2 separate regions of the Triticum aestivum genome follow, and region 2 is linked to region 1. A link is a contact called in public Hi-C data. All regions are on one chromosome and are shown on one strand. The core of a region is the stretch at or near the end of the contact, and the rest is flanking DNA. Distances in the headings are between cores, read along the strand shown. Region 1 holds the start of LOC123101919. Region 2 holds the start of LOC123149894 (mitochondrial outer membrane porin-like).

Region 1 (6,313 bases), core at 2,426-4,925:
CTCGATATTTTAAGGATGAGTCAATATTGTCAGCATCCTGCCCGGCTTCTGGGTCTTTCACCTTTCGGAGTATATTGCATGGCCGAGATTTGCTAAGGGAGGGGTTGATCTGGAGAATAGGGTCGGGCACAAATATCAACATCCACCATGATGCATGGATCCCTCGCAATGGGAGCACAAAACCTCTCGGTCAGGTGTATATCCAGGGTATAACCAAAGTGTCTCACTTGATGAACCCTGATGGTAGATCCTGGAATGAGGAGTTGGTCGATCAGATGTTTATCGTTGCTGACGCTATCGATGTGAAACAGATTGCCATTGGTGGCCTGGCGATGGACGATCTTCTTGCATGGAATTTTACACGGGATGGTGTCTTCACAGTGAGGTCAGCGTACCACTTTCGGATGTCTCTAAACAGGGCACGATCCGGACAGCCGGAGCCTTCTAGTTCAGCGGCTATGCACAAAGGATACCTGTCGTTATGGGATACAAATGCGCCGGGTAAGGTCAAGATTCATATGTGGCGCATGATTCACAACGGTCTTGCGGTGGGAGCTGAACTTCACCGTCGTCGGATTAAGCCAGGAGTTTTTTGTGTTGTGTGCGCCCGGGAAGAGACGATGATGCATAGGTTTTGGGGCTGCCAACACTCCATCATGTTCTGGGACAAGTTGAGGAAGCAGGTGCGGCTGTCCCTGGATGCACCACCAAGCCACCTTCATTCTCAGCGCGGCCTTGCTTCCTGGTTACTTGACTGGTTCGCTCGAGCGTCCGGGGATGAGAAGGAGTTCATGCTCCAGGCTGCTTACAATCTTTGGCTGGCAAGAAACGACACGAGAGACGGGAGGAAGATAGCTCCACCCCATGAAATAATAGCGACAGTGCTGGTACAAGTAGCTGACTGGAACACAACTCATGAGACAAAGGCGCCACGACCGGAGCCAAAATCTATCCAGAAGTGGGAACCCCCGGCTGATGGATGGATTAAGATCAACTCCGACGGCACAATCTCTAGGCATGGAGAGAAAGGAGGTGGCGGTGCAGTTCTTCGCGATCATCAGGGGCGTTTCGAGCGGGACTATGCCAGTTTTTTCCTCACAGCAATGATCCGGAGATGGTGGAGGTTTTGGCATGCAGGCAAGCCGTTCAAGTGGCAAATGCCCTAAACTTTCCGCGGGTGCATGTCGAGCTTGATTGCTTGGCACTGGTCAAGATGCTCAACTCACCGCAAAGGAATTTGTCTGCTGCAGGCCCATGGGTAGAGGAGATAAAAGCGATGCTTAGGTCAAGAGAGGAGTCCAGGGTTTCTTGGGTTCATCGGTCCGGGAATGTTGCCGCTCACAAGTTAGCAAAAGTAGGGGTAGGGGAGAACCGTTCTGAGATTTGGGCGAATTCGCCACCAGATTTTATCTTAGATGTAATTTCAGATGACATTCCGAGTTTTGGTTAAATAAAGCGGCATGATTTCCCCCTAAAAAAACAAAACAACAGAGCTCCTTTTTTTTGAGGCAAAAATAACGGAGCTCCTATTCGGGGCGTTAAGCGTCAGGGAAGCGTCCAGGCACCCACACGCCATCGCTTGTGGGCTGCCCAATGTATGTCGAGCACTCGGTCGCATTTTAGCATGTCAACCGTTGACTTGTGAAAAAACTAAAAAAATCACAAAAAATGAAAAAATTGTGAATTCAAAAATGTTCATGGATTTTGGAAAAAGTTCACAAATTTGAAAAAAAAATCATTGAATTTTGCAAAAGAAATCGATTTGGGAAAAGAATATCGAATTTGCAAAAAAAAAACAATTTGAAAAAACTTCATTGAATTTGAAAAAAAGTTCATCGAATTTTAAAAAATTACTAAATTTGGAAAAAATTAATTGATTTTTTAAAAAGCTTATCAATTTTGCAAAAAAGAAATTCATCGATTTGAAGAAAAAGTTTACGATTAAAAAATAGTTCATCGAACCAGAAAAGGGAAAAAAGAAAAAAGAAAATTGAACATAAATATTATTAATTTACAGAACTTAGTAAGTTCATCATAGATATGCATGTTGTATGGCTAGTATGCACCTCCATATTTACATATTAGTATGAGATTAGCATACTGTTAGTGATATCATCAAGATTTATTTCTGAATTAATTTAATCAGAAAAATATTAATTTACCGAAGCACTTGGTATAGCTATTGCGAAAGATTTTATACTGGACCTTGTAAACCGACCTGGTAGTGTAGGCTATCCATGAGAGAGACCATCGGTCGGAACCACCTCATGAATGGCATATCACAAAGACTCAAGAGCAGGATGAAGGTGTTGCATTGTCAAAAAGAAGAAGAAAAAAGAAGAATGAACTCGTGTTAGGCATTTGTGTCCGAGAGAGCTTCACGGACAGAAATGCAAGCGTAGATGGCAGGAGCGAGAAAAACGTGCACCGACCATGACCCAGATGGACCGGCAGGGGGGAAAGATGATGATCATGCCGGCCAGCATCAATATGTGTTCGAAAGAGCTTATGTAGCTAGCGGGCAAAGACCATACAAGAAACATAGGCTTACAAGCCGATATAAGATGGATAGACCGTCCAATCCAAAGATAGAACTAGCAGCTAAGCTATATATATGATGACTAGTACAATCCTCATGACAAGCTAGTCTTGTTGGCACTAACATAAGCCACTCCCTCCGTCCCATAATATAAAAACATTAATATAAAAGCAATTTTGACACTAGTAAGTATGCTGTAGGAGAGGAAAGGTGTATTCAACTAGTAACTTTGTTCCACCAGTCCGCGACAGACTTTTTTGGTGGAACAAACACGAGCAAGCCGATGCCAACTCCAGTCAAAAGGCCATTCGTACATGCCCCCAAAAACTTGTAGTAAGTATTGCGTCTTTCGTGGCGTCGACAAAAACGCCTGCAAAACAATACAATACAAAAACAATATATACGGATGAGATGGAATATAGTACAACTTTGATGAATTGGATTTGTAGTAGCTTAACGAAAGACGTTTCTGTAGCTTAGTCTTAGTATTATCTATTTGGATTGTACTAAGATTAGGCTGCAAAAACGTCCAATACAAGTACTCCCTCCGTTCCAAAATCTTTGTCTTAGATTCGCCTAGATACATCCGTATTTAGACGAATCTAAGACAAGAATGGGACGGAGGGAGTACATGACAAGAGACAATATGCGAAATAATAATAATCAAATGAGACAAGATAGATAGTTACCAGATTGGGTCTTGGGGTCTAGGGTTGATTTGGGAGGAGAGGCGCTGCATGAGAAGCATGTACTCGCGACTCATCCTGCGCGGGACATCGTAGGTGGTAACCATGCCATGCACCTTGTCGAACAGCTCCTCTTTGGCCTTGTCGATCTCCGCCACGCGGGCCGCGGCGTCCCTCATCTCCTCCGGGCTGCAGGGCTTGGTGTGGGCGAGCCGCACCCTTGCCGCCGCCACGGGCGCTCGCCGGAGCAAAGCGCCACCGCCGAATCTCATCGCCGCCGCCATCGACTTCTTCACTTGATGCCTGATGATCCTCTCGATCGATTCTACTCCAGTATATATCAGATCAGAGGGAGGCGCCTTCGTTTCCGTCTCCAACACGAAAGCAAGAAGGGGATCTCAATCTGGAGATCGATTAGGGGAGCTCTTTTTCCTTTTCCTTTTTTTTTAGTCTACACGAACACAAAGCTCTTTTTCCCTTGCTCGCTCGCCCCAGGTATATACTCCAGCACAAGGCCCAGCCCACGTACACAGTCCACTTCGGCAGTTTTCAGGGACCTCCTAGTCAGCGCTTCAGGCGCCAGATGAGCCAACTGGCGCTCACTGCGGCACGCCAGTGGGCCGGCCCAGGAACAGCAGCGCAAAAAGTAATAGCGCGAGAAAAATATCAAACAATTGGCTGCCGGCTGCCGCATGGAATCAAACCGGAGACATTCAGATCAGAGCGCGCTCGGCTGACCACTTGTGGCACAACGACCATTTGTCAAAAATGATGCGCGTACATATAATGAACACAATAGTTGCCGTGCTATTTAGGAAAACTTGATTTCTTTTCAAGCATAAACCTGAACAAAACTTCAATGTCCACAGATTTAAAAAATATCCCGAATTAGAAAAAAAGTTCACGTATTCAAAAAAGTAGACGGATTCAAAAAAGTTCATGAAATTGAAAAAAGTTCATCAAATTTGAAAAGGAGTTCACTAAATTTAAAAAAAGTTCATGGAATTTCCAAAAAGTTCACCAACCTTTCAATAAAAGTTCATCATTTTTTTTGAAAACCAATAGATTTTGAAAAAAGTTCATAGATTTTGGAAAAAGTTCATCTTAATTTAAAAAGTTCATTGAAGTTGAAAAGAGTTCTTCAAATTTGAAAAAAGTTCACCAAATTTGAAAAGAGTTCATCGAATTTGATTTTTTGATCAATTTAGAAAAGAAATCACGAATTTAGAAAAAAGAACGCATTAAATAAAACAAAAGAAAGAAACAGAAAAGGATAAGAAAGAGAAAATTAAAGAAAAATATAGAAAATGCAAACAAGAAAGAGAAAAAAGACAAAGAAAGAAAGAACAAAAAGGGCAAATGGGAGAAACTTAGCAAAGGAGGTGTGTTGTCCTAGGTGGTTAGCAAGTTGACAAAAGCTTACGAGAATTAAAAAAGGTTCATAAATTATAAACATTTCACTAATTTCAGAAAAGTTAATGAATTTAAAAAAGTTCACCAGTTTGAAAAACGTTCACGGATAAAAAAAGTTCACGAAATACAAAATAGTTCAAGAAAATTGAAAAAAGTTCATCGATATTGAAATAAAGTTCATCGATTTTCATAAAAGTTCACAGATTTTGAAAAAAGTTCAACGAATATGAAAAAGGTTTATCAAATTTGAAAAATAATTCATCAACTTTTAAAGAAAAGTTAATCAATTTCGCAGAAAAAGTTCATCAAACCAGGAAAAAGAAAAAAAAGGAAAGTAACAGTAGAAGTAATAAAAGAATAGCAAAGTTGAAAATATCAAACGTGGTTGAGAGGCGTGGTGGTTAGGTCATTGCGTCACGGCACAGGAGGTCAGTGGTTCGACTCACCCCGCAAGAGCACTTGTTTTACTCTTTTGAAAACAGAAGAAGAAGAAAAACTACTGCAGTGTGAAACAGATAAATGGGCCAGCCCACCTAACGCGGTTGCAGGCGTCGGTTAGGAAAATTGCCCTTAACCGGCGCCTGCAGCGCCGAATAGGAAATACCCGTTTTCATTCCTCCCCTCAAAAAAAAAGGTGATTCGAGGATGAACTCGTGGGAGGTGGAGGAGATGCCAAAAGAGTTAGGGGATCTCGAAAGAGGATCTCGACGGCATGGTGGTTAACGATGAGGAGGCGATCACGGAAAGGACAACATGGTGGATGGCCATAGCCCGAGTTCATATAAAAAAACTATTTCCAGTTTTGGTTCTTTAAGAACATGAGGGTAGCCTGGGGGCCTGGACAAGGAGGTGAAGATTCGGCGGACAACTTGTACACATTGCAGTTCTCTTGCCTTTGGGATTGGGAGAGAGTGATGGAAAAGGGGTCTTGGACTTTCCGTGGCAACCCTATCATGTTATGTGTGTCTTTCGGACTTGTGTGCTGTGTGTGGATATCTCCGCCATGTTTTCAAAGAAAATGTGGTAATGGAGTACACCCTCCTTCAGCGCTTGTGTTCAAAGAACGCCGGGCGTCTTGGTTTAAGGGGGTTGGTTCTCATCCAAGAGGTGGCAGAGGAGGAGGGCGTGTACGTGGACATGGAGGAAGATCTGGTTGGGCACATGACCCTACACAAGAGGCTAGTTGCGTTGCCTTGACGACCCATAAGTATGGGGATCAATCGTAGTCCTTTCGATAAGTAAGAGTGTCGAACCCAAACAAGGAGCAGAAGGAATTGATAAGCGTTTTCAACAAGGCTTTCTCTGCAAGTGCTACGAAATAGTAGTAACAAATAGTTTGGTAGCAAGATAATTCATAGCAGGTAATAACACGTAACCAAAGTAACAAGGTGCAACAAGGTGGACTAATCATTTTATCGCAAAGGACAAGCCAAAAGTACTTCTTATAGTAAGCAAAGCGTTCTCAAGGACACATGTGAATTTCATCTATTCACATTCGTCATGATTCATCGGCTCCCGTTCGCTACTTTGATAAATAGTTATGTGGGTGGACCAGTGCTAGGGTGATTGATGACACTAGTGGAAAACATGGCTATGGTCCCGGTTCCAGAGGGCCTTTAGTCCCAGTTCTGAAACTGGGACAAAACAAACGGGACTAATACCCAAAACCTTTAGT
Region 2 (6,494 bases), core at 953-3,452, 220 kb after region 1:
GCAGCACAGCAACATGCAGAAACTTACTGCCTTCCTTGGCGCGATTTGGCGGCCAACCCTCGTGCGATCCTCGCGAGGAAAGAGTTCAACGGCGCGTTTCCTGGCAGAACATCCTCATCCGCGCGATACCTTCAAACAAAACAGTCCAGAGAAGAATCAGAATTCATGTCACATGATGCAGCAACAAATCAGATAACATCAGCAGTTCAAATACAGTGATCCAACTACCTAACCAATCAAGGAAATCTACTGCCACACAAGAGAACCATACTGTCTGTTCTGCAACCATCATCATATTTCCTCAGAACACACAAATACAACGCCATACGTGTTGTGATGATAGACCAGTCAAAGGGAAACATCATGTTAGCCACGCATCGTGTCATGGGGCAAATGCATACACACTAGAGCATGCACATCAAAATGGTGCTCCCTTTTTTTTCCAATCTGATTTTGTCAAAATGCAAGCACCTGGTGCAAACAAATAGGTAGTGCCGCTCTAGCACACAATATGCAAAGAAGATCAAAATACTAGATCGCGAATTTCCTTAAGGAAGTTATAGGAGCACCAAACCAGCTTAAGCACAATAACAGCAGCAATGTTGGGGCAAGGCATAGTTCTCGCTAAAATGATACAACTCCTAGATGGGGAACAGTTCCTAGTCACTTCTTATAGCATGATATCGACAATTTCACCACCAACACCGACAGTTATCAGTTCACACACAACACAAAGCCCTAGATGTCAGCCAAATGACGCCGGCAGCACATCGTACAATAGTACACTGCTCAGAAGGCCTAATTAAACCACGAAATCGACCACAACACAGGGGAATTGCATCACACGCGTCACCAAACCGCACCAGCTCGAGGCTACACAGCACAACGCGGATCAAACCGTCCCATAGGAAGAATCTGGACGTGTCCAGAAGATAAGATGGATGGGGAAATGCGATGGTCACCTGTCCCAATCCTCACGATCCGCGAAGGTGTCCTCCTGGTAGCCATGGGGGTCTGCCTGTCCTCCCTGGTCCGCCGGCTCTCCCTCATCTCCATGGCCTCCCCTGAAAAATCGACGAGGGTGGTGAGGGGGGTCGAGGAGAAGAAGGGGGAGGTCAGATCGGGAGACGTTACCTCCTGCTGGCCATCGGAGTCCGGCCGGCGGTGTCGCGGCGGCAGCGGTAGGAGGTGCGGCGGTGGAGGAGGCGGAGCTAGGGTTCTGGATGGGGATGGGGATGGGGATGGTGGAGGGGTCGGGGAGGGGAAGTAGCGAAATGAGTCGGGTCGGGTGGGCGGCGCCGTGGAACTGGGTAGTCGTGCCCGGCCATCCCTTGGTCGGTGGGGGACGCCTGGGCCTTAGTGCGCGCGAAATGGTGCTGGGCCTTGGTCCGCGGGCGAAATGGTGCTGGGCCTTCGGCGGGCGAGATTGTGCTGGGCCTTGGTCGGCGGGCGAGATTGTACTGGGCCTTGGTCGGCGGGTGAAATTGTGCTGGGCTATGGCCAGTTTCCTTCCTCTTCCTCTTGGAAAGAAAGAAAGAAAGAAAGAGGAAACTGAGTTCGTCTCGGCTGCAGGGGAAGAAAAAAAAACGTCAGTCGGGCAAGAAATTTGCAACAAGATAGAATTACACAAACGAATCTCAAGTAACGCATCTATGATACGTAGCATACCATGGCTACCAGGAGGAGGAGACCTTGGCGGATCCTGACGGGCATGGTGAGTAGAACACCGCACCAAAAAACTTGCAGATCCAACGACTTTTGCTCCGAAAACTGTAGATCCAAAGAGGAGGTGGCCGGATCTGCAAAATCCATCCATGGGTGAGTACCAATGGATGGATTTCATCTTTCATGCAATTACAAACAACTCATGTAGGTACCACCATCTAGTTGAGAAAGATGTCTTTGACCTTCTTGGTACATCCATCCATCAATCCTGCTTCTGCCTTCCTGTCTTGAAGAGAAGAGAGGCCTCCATCCATCCATCCATGAATCCTGCTTTTGCCTTGTTGTGATGAAGAAAGGCAAAAGCAAGGAGAGGCCTCCATCCATCCATCCATCCATCCGTTGCTTGGCTGTGTTTTGTTTTTCAATCATGGAGAGAAGAGGGAGAGGAAGAAGAAGAAGAAGAAGATTGGGGCGGCTAGGGTTGGGTTGGGTTGGGACTTGGGAGAGAGGCTGGGAGGGAGGTAGGGGAAAGAGACGAGGCAACCCAAGTTATATATGGCAGCTGCGATGCGATAATTCAGCTCAGCCTCCCCCCCGGCTGAAGCTGAATCTTTTTTTTTTTTTGAGAAAGGGCTGAAGCTGAATCAGTAGCAGCCCTCACTCCCACTCCCCGGCCCACGAGCCAGCGACACAAGGACCGTGTCAGTCAGATGGGCTGTCCACGTCGCGGGGCCCACGCGGTTTCTGGTTGCGATTTTTTTGGGGGCAAAAGAAGGAAATCTTTTTTAGAGTATGGAATTAAAAGCAATTGCCCGTGATTAACTGCGACCGAAAAGAAAATCTTTTTTGTTATTACGCGAGTAATTAATTTCCTGGTCCGGTAAAACCGCGCGCATTATTAACCCATCATTTCCCTCCCTGGTCCGGTAAAAATTCTCCTCTCCGCCATGAATCCATCCTCGGACGTTTCCCACCGGCGGTGAGGTGCAATGCAAAGGCGTGACGCTCCACCTCTGCCGCCCAAAGTTGTGACGCTGCTGCATGCATCCCCACCGTGAGTGGTGTTATTTTCACTAAAGATAGTCATAGTGGGAGTGGGAGCAAGGGCATTTCTCTTTTCTTTTCTTTTCTTTTCTTGAGGGTGGGAGACATTGATGCGGTAACCGGACGTCTAAAGTTATTGTTTATATGTTCATCAGTAAATAACAGTTTAAAATTCAAATAAAGCCCGGTCCATACTGCACGCCGGATCACATGCACGATCACAACAAACAAAAGGCAAGTATGCTTACTTTTTTTTGCGAGATCAAAAGGGTTTTAATTCATTATGGTAGGGCTACAATCTCTTGGCAAGAGATCCTCAATACATTGGGGTCCTCTGACGAGCCACACAGCCGTAGCTCGCTCAAAGCGACTATACCTTGCTAGGCAATCTGCAGCACTGTTTTGAGTCTGTATTGATGTTTAAAAAAACACTGTTTTGAGACCTATGAAGTTTCCACGGAATAAACACCCTATCAACCACAAGGGACTTAATTTCAGCTACTAAGTGACCAAACAAAGATGCTTACTTTCCTTAAAAAAACAAAGATGCTTACTTCTTATATGCCCGGTCACAAAAAAAATATATCAATCTGGTAATCCATGCAAAAAAATAGATTTTCTGTCCTGTCGGACCGACAATCCTAGCCTCCACACTCAAGGTGTCGTCATCGTCGCATACGCATCCTCCGCCTCCTTCTCGTCACCTGCCACCTCCAACTCTCTTTCTGTCGTTGCAATATCTTGTAGCGGACGGCTTGCATAATCATTCTTACGTTGGCATCCAAAGCCTTCAAATTCAGGGTGTGTTTGGATTATGGTCAAAGTGCACCTTACCAAAATTTTGGTCATGACCCAAAGATTGGTCTTTGTTTGGATGGTTGCCAATTTTTTGGCATGCCAATAAACTCTAGTCAACTCTAGTTCATTTTTCTTACCAATGTTGGCCAAATCATGGGCAACCAAAACCTCAACCAAAATTTTGGCTAGCCAATGCTTTGGTTGGGCAACCTTGGGCACAAACCAAGCACACCCTCAATGTCAATATCTTGGTGTACTTTGCATTGGCTGCGATCTACACCTTCTTGTTTTTTTTGTGGATGTGCACCTTCTTTTCTCCGAGCTTCACCTTCTTCTCTTCGAGCATGGCCTTCTTCTTTGTCGCCTCCATCAATAATTTGAATCTCTCCGCCTTTTTTCCCTCCTTGGTGCCGGAGCGCTTGATTTATGCCTCCTCTTCCTCGACATGATGTCCGTCAACCTCTCCATCATCTTGACTGCCGCACCTTCTCACTTCCCCCTCTCCTCCTCCCACTTCTTTTCCTGGAACCCTCTTCTAACCTTCTTTGGCGGTTCTTTGTTGGGTCGGGTTTTTTTTTTGGAAAAGGAGGACATCCCCTGGCCTCTGCATCAAAATGATGCATTGGGTCCCTGGTTTCTTCCTCGATGGCTTGGAAGGTGGTCTTGGCTATGTGTAGGTTCCATTTCAGTCGCCCATTCAACTTCAACCAACAATGTATGATGGTGAAGATTTTCTTCTCCAACTTCTTGAACACCGTACACGCACGAGAAGGCTAAAAACTAAAACATTATCAACAATGCATATCCGCTACACAGCTATGCATGGATATCCGGCTACAAAACTATGCATATCCGCCAAGTGACCTTACCCAAGTATCTGACGGACATCACATTGAGCCCGTACCTCAACTACATGACCTACTATTATCAGCAAATGAATGAACCTTTTTTTTCATGGGACCAGATGAATGAACTTCCTGAGCAAGAGTGTTTTGAGATCAAATATGTGGTTTTCTTGCAATCTCCTACTGAGGCTCTCGTGGATAATTTGGAAGCTCGCTTTTGAGAGATGGTACCATTAATTGAAGGGATCCTACTACAGGTCATCAATGCTTTTTCTGTTTTGATTATACCGTGAAAGAGCAAGATGTATATATTTCTTTTTCTCTGTATCACTAAGGCCCTGTTTGGTAGCTCAATATTTTATATGCATTTTATATATACTAAAGTTTTTAGGAATACCATGGTTTTAATTACTGTGACCTGTTTGACAACCACAAAAAACTATAGCTTTAATACTGCAGTTTTCTCAAAACCATGGTATTTTCTCTGCAAATAAAAAAGAACCTCCGACCTCTTTTTAAAAAACTGAGAACACGAAAAGAACGAGTGTTATCTCCCAACTCACTGTTGGCTGTCGTCTTGGTCTGTGACCATGGACAAATCAAAGAACGACAAAGGAGAGGAAAATGTCCTTCATGGCATCCTCCTGCTTTCCCTCCTGCCGTTGCTTCCGCTTTTCCCTGATGAAGTCATCTTCTAGATTACCAGACTCTCTTTACCAGTTTAACATCGAGCTTCTGTATGGTGCGTTCAAATTGGACGTTTTGCTAGTGCATGGTGGTACTAGTTTGTGCACGGCCATTCAGCAGCTTGCAACATGTAGCTAGGTAGCAATGAGCGTGTTTACAAGTGCTTCAAACGGCGCATACAAGCTTTTACCAAACAGGTCCACTGTATTCTCAATGCTTCAATATTCTTTGATATGTGAAAACCGTGGTATTTTGTGCCTACGTGCTAAATTACTTTAGTTTGTCAATACTTTGCTATTAAACACAGCCAAGAAATTCTTCACATGCTTTCCTTTTTCATACTTATTACTCCCTCCATTCCGAATTACTTATCGCACGTATGGATGTATCTAGATGTATTTTAGTTCTATATACATCTATTTTAGCAACGAGTAATTTAGAACGAAGGAAGTACTAGGTTCAAGGTGATCACAAAACTATCAGTGGCACGAACGGGTCGTGCATGCACATGCTTATTACCGCAGGATTATGGTCGATGGTAGATGCTTCAGATGCATAGATGGAACCCGTCCAGAGAAAAGAAAAAGGACAAGAAGGTGCCACCATTTTTCATCTGTGCACAATTTCTAGAACTAAGAGATTTGGTTGAATATGATCTAAGATGTGTGTGCATTGCAGTTCCACGTGCCAACGAAAGGTTGCTCTTTGTCAACAAGTACACATTACATCATATGTAACTCGAGAATGGTGGCACGAACCAACCTGTGGTTGAGATGGTTAGGTGGACAGTGGTATTTTCAACCCACCAAGGTTTAAATCCGGGTGCTCGCATTATTTCTGGATTTATTTCAGGATTTCCGGCGATGCGCTTTCAGTGGGAGGAGACGTTTCTGTCGACAACGAGGCACCTACGGTGATTTCGTAATGTGTGTGTTCATAGGGGTGAGTGTATGCGCGTGTATATGAGCGCTTGTGTCTGTACTGATGCTCAAAAAAAAGTAGCCATCAGAAAAACTCGAGAACGGTGGCATGTCAAGAGCAGGTAAAAACTCTGATAGTTAATTCCTTGTTGTAGCACTTACACCATTTAAGAGCATCTTCAATAGACGGTCCAAATGTAAAAATATCTAATTTTTGGACTGTCTGGGGCAAAAAACGCCGCTTCAATAGACGGTCCATATGTAAAAAAAATGGACCGCGGCCTTCTTGTGATGTAAAATACAACACCTCGCGATGCAAATATACATCACGAGATGCATCTGGTCCAAAACTAGCCGCCGCCTGCGAACGCCCAACCGCCACTTCATTTCGTTTTCTGCCCGCCCACGACCTTCCCAGCCGTCCGGCGCCACCATGGCCGATGCCGACGACCCCGCCGCCTTCTCCGCCGCCGCCGCAGCCGGTGGGCTGACCCACGTGGCCGCCGCCGCTGCCGCCGTTGCCATCCCGCACGCA

What was found. Hi-C and Micro-C count contacts between places; a contact is called where the count stands out from the background.
Region 2: a Hi-C map of leaf shows a contact between it and region 1, with 4 times the contacts expected there. The contact joins the promoter of LOC123149894 here to the promoter of LOC123101919 in region 1. A contact is called at or near these places in 2 of 5 Hi-C or Micro-C datasets (both in leaf).

Annotation. Positions count from the first base shown.
Region 1 is chr1B:694,532,622-694,538,934 of IWGSC CS RefSeq v2.1, forward strand. LOC123101919 reads right to left here and starts at 3,676. Exons shown (of 2, transcript XM_044523164.1): 1 at 3,229-3,676; 2 at 2,532-2,909. The coding sequence starts at 3,509. The coding sequence ends at 2,756.
Region 2 is chr1B:694,751,738-694,758,231 of IWGSC CS RefSeq v2.1, forward strand. It overlaps LOC123149894 (mitochondrial outer membrane porin-like), which reads right to left and starts at 2,203. Exons shown (of 12, transcript XM_044569672.1): 1 at 1,908-2,203; 2 at 1,669-1,799; 3 at 1,135-1,566; 4 at 963-1,064; 5 at 28-129.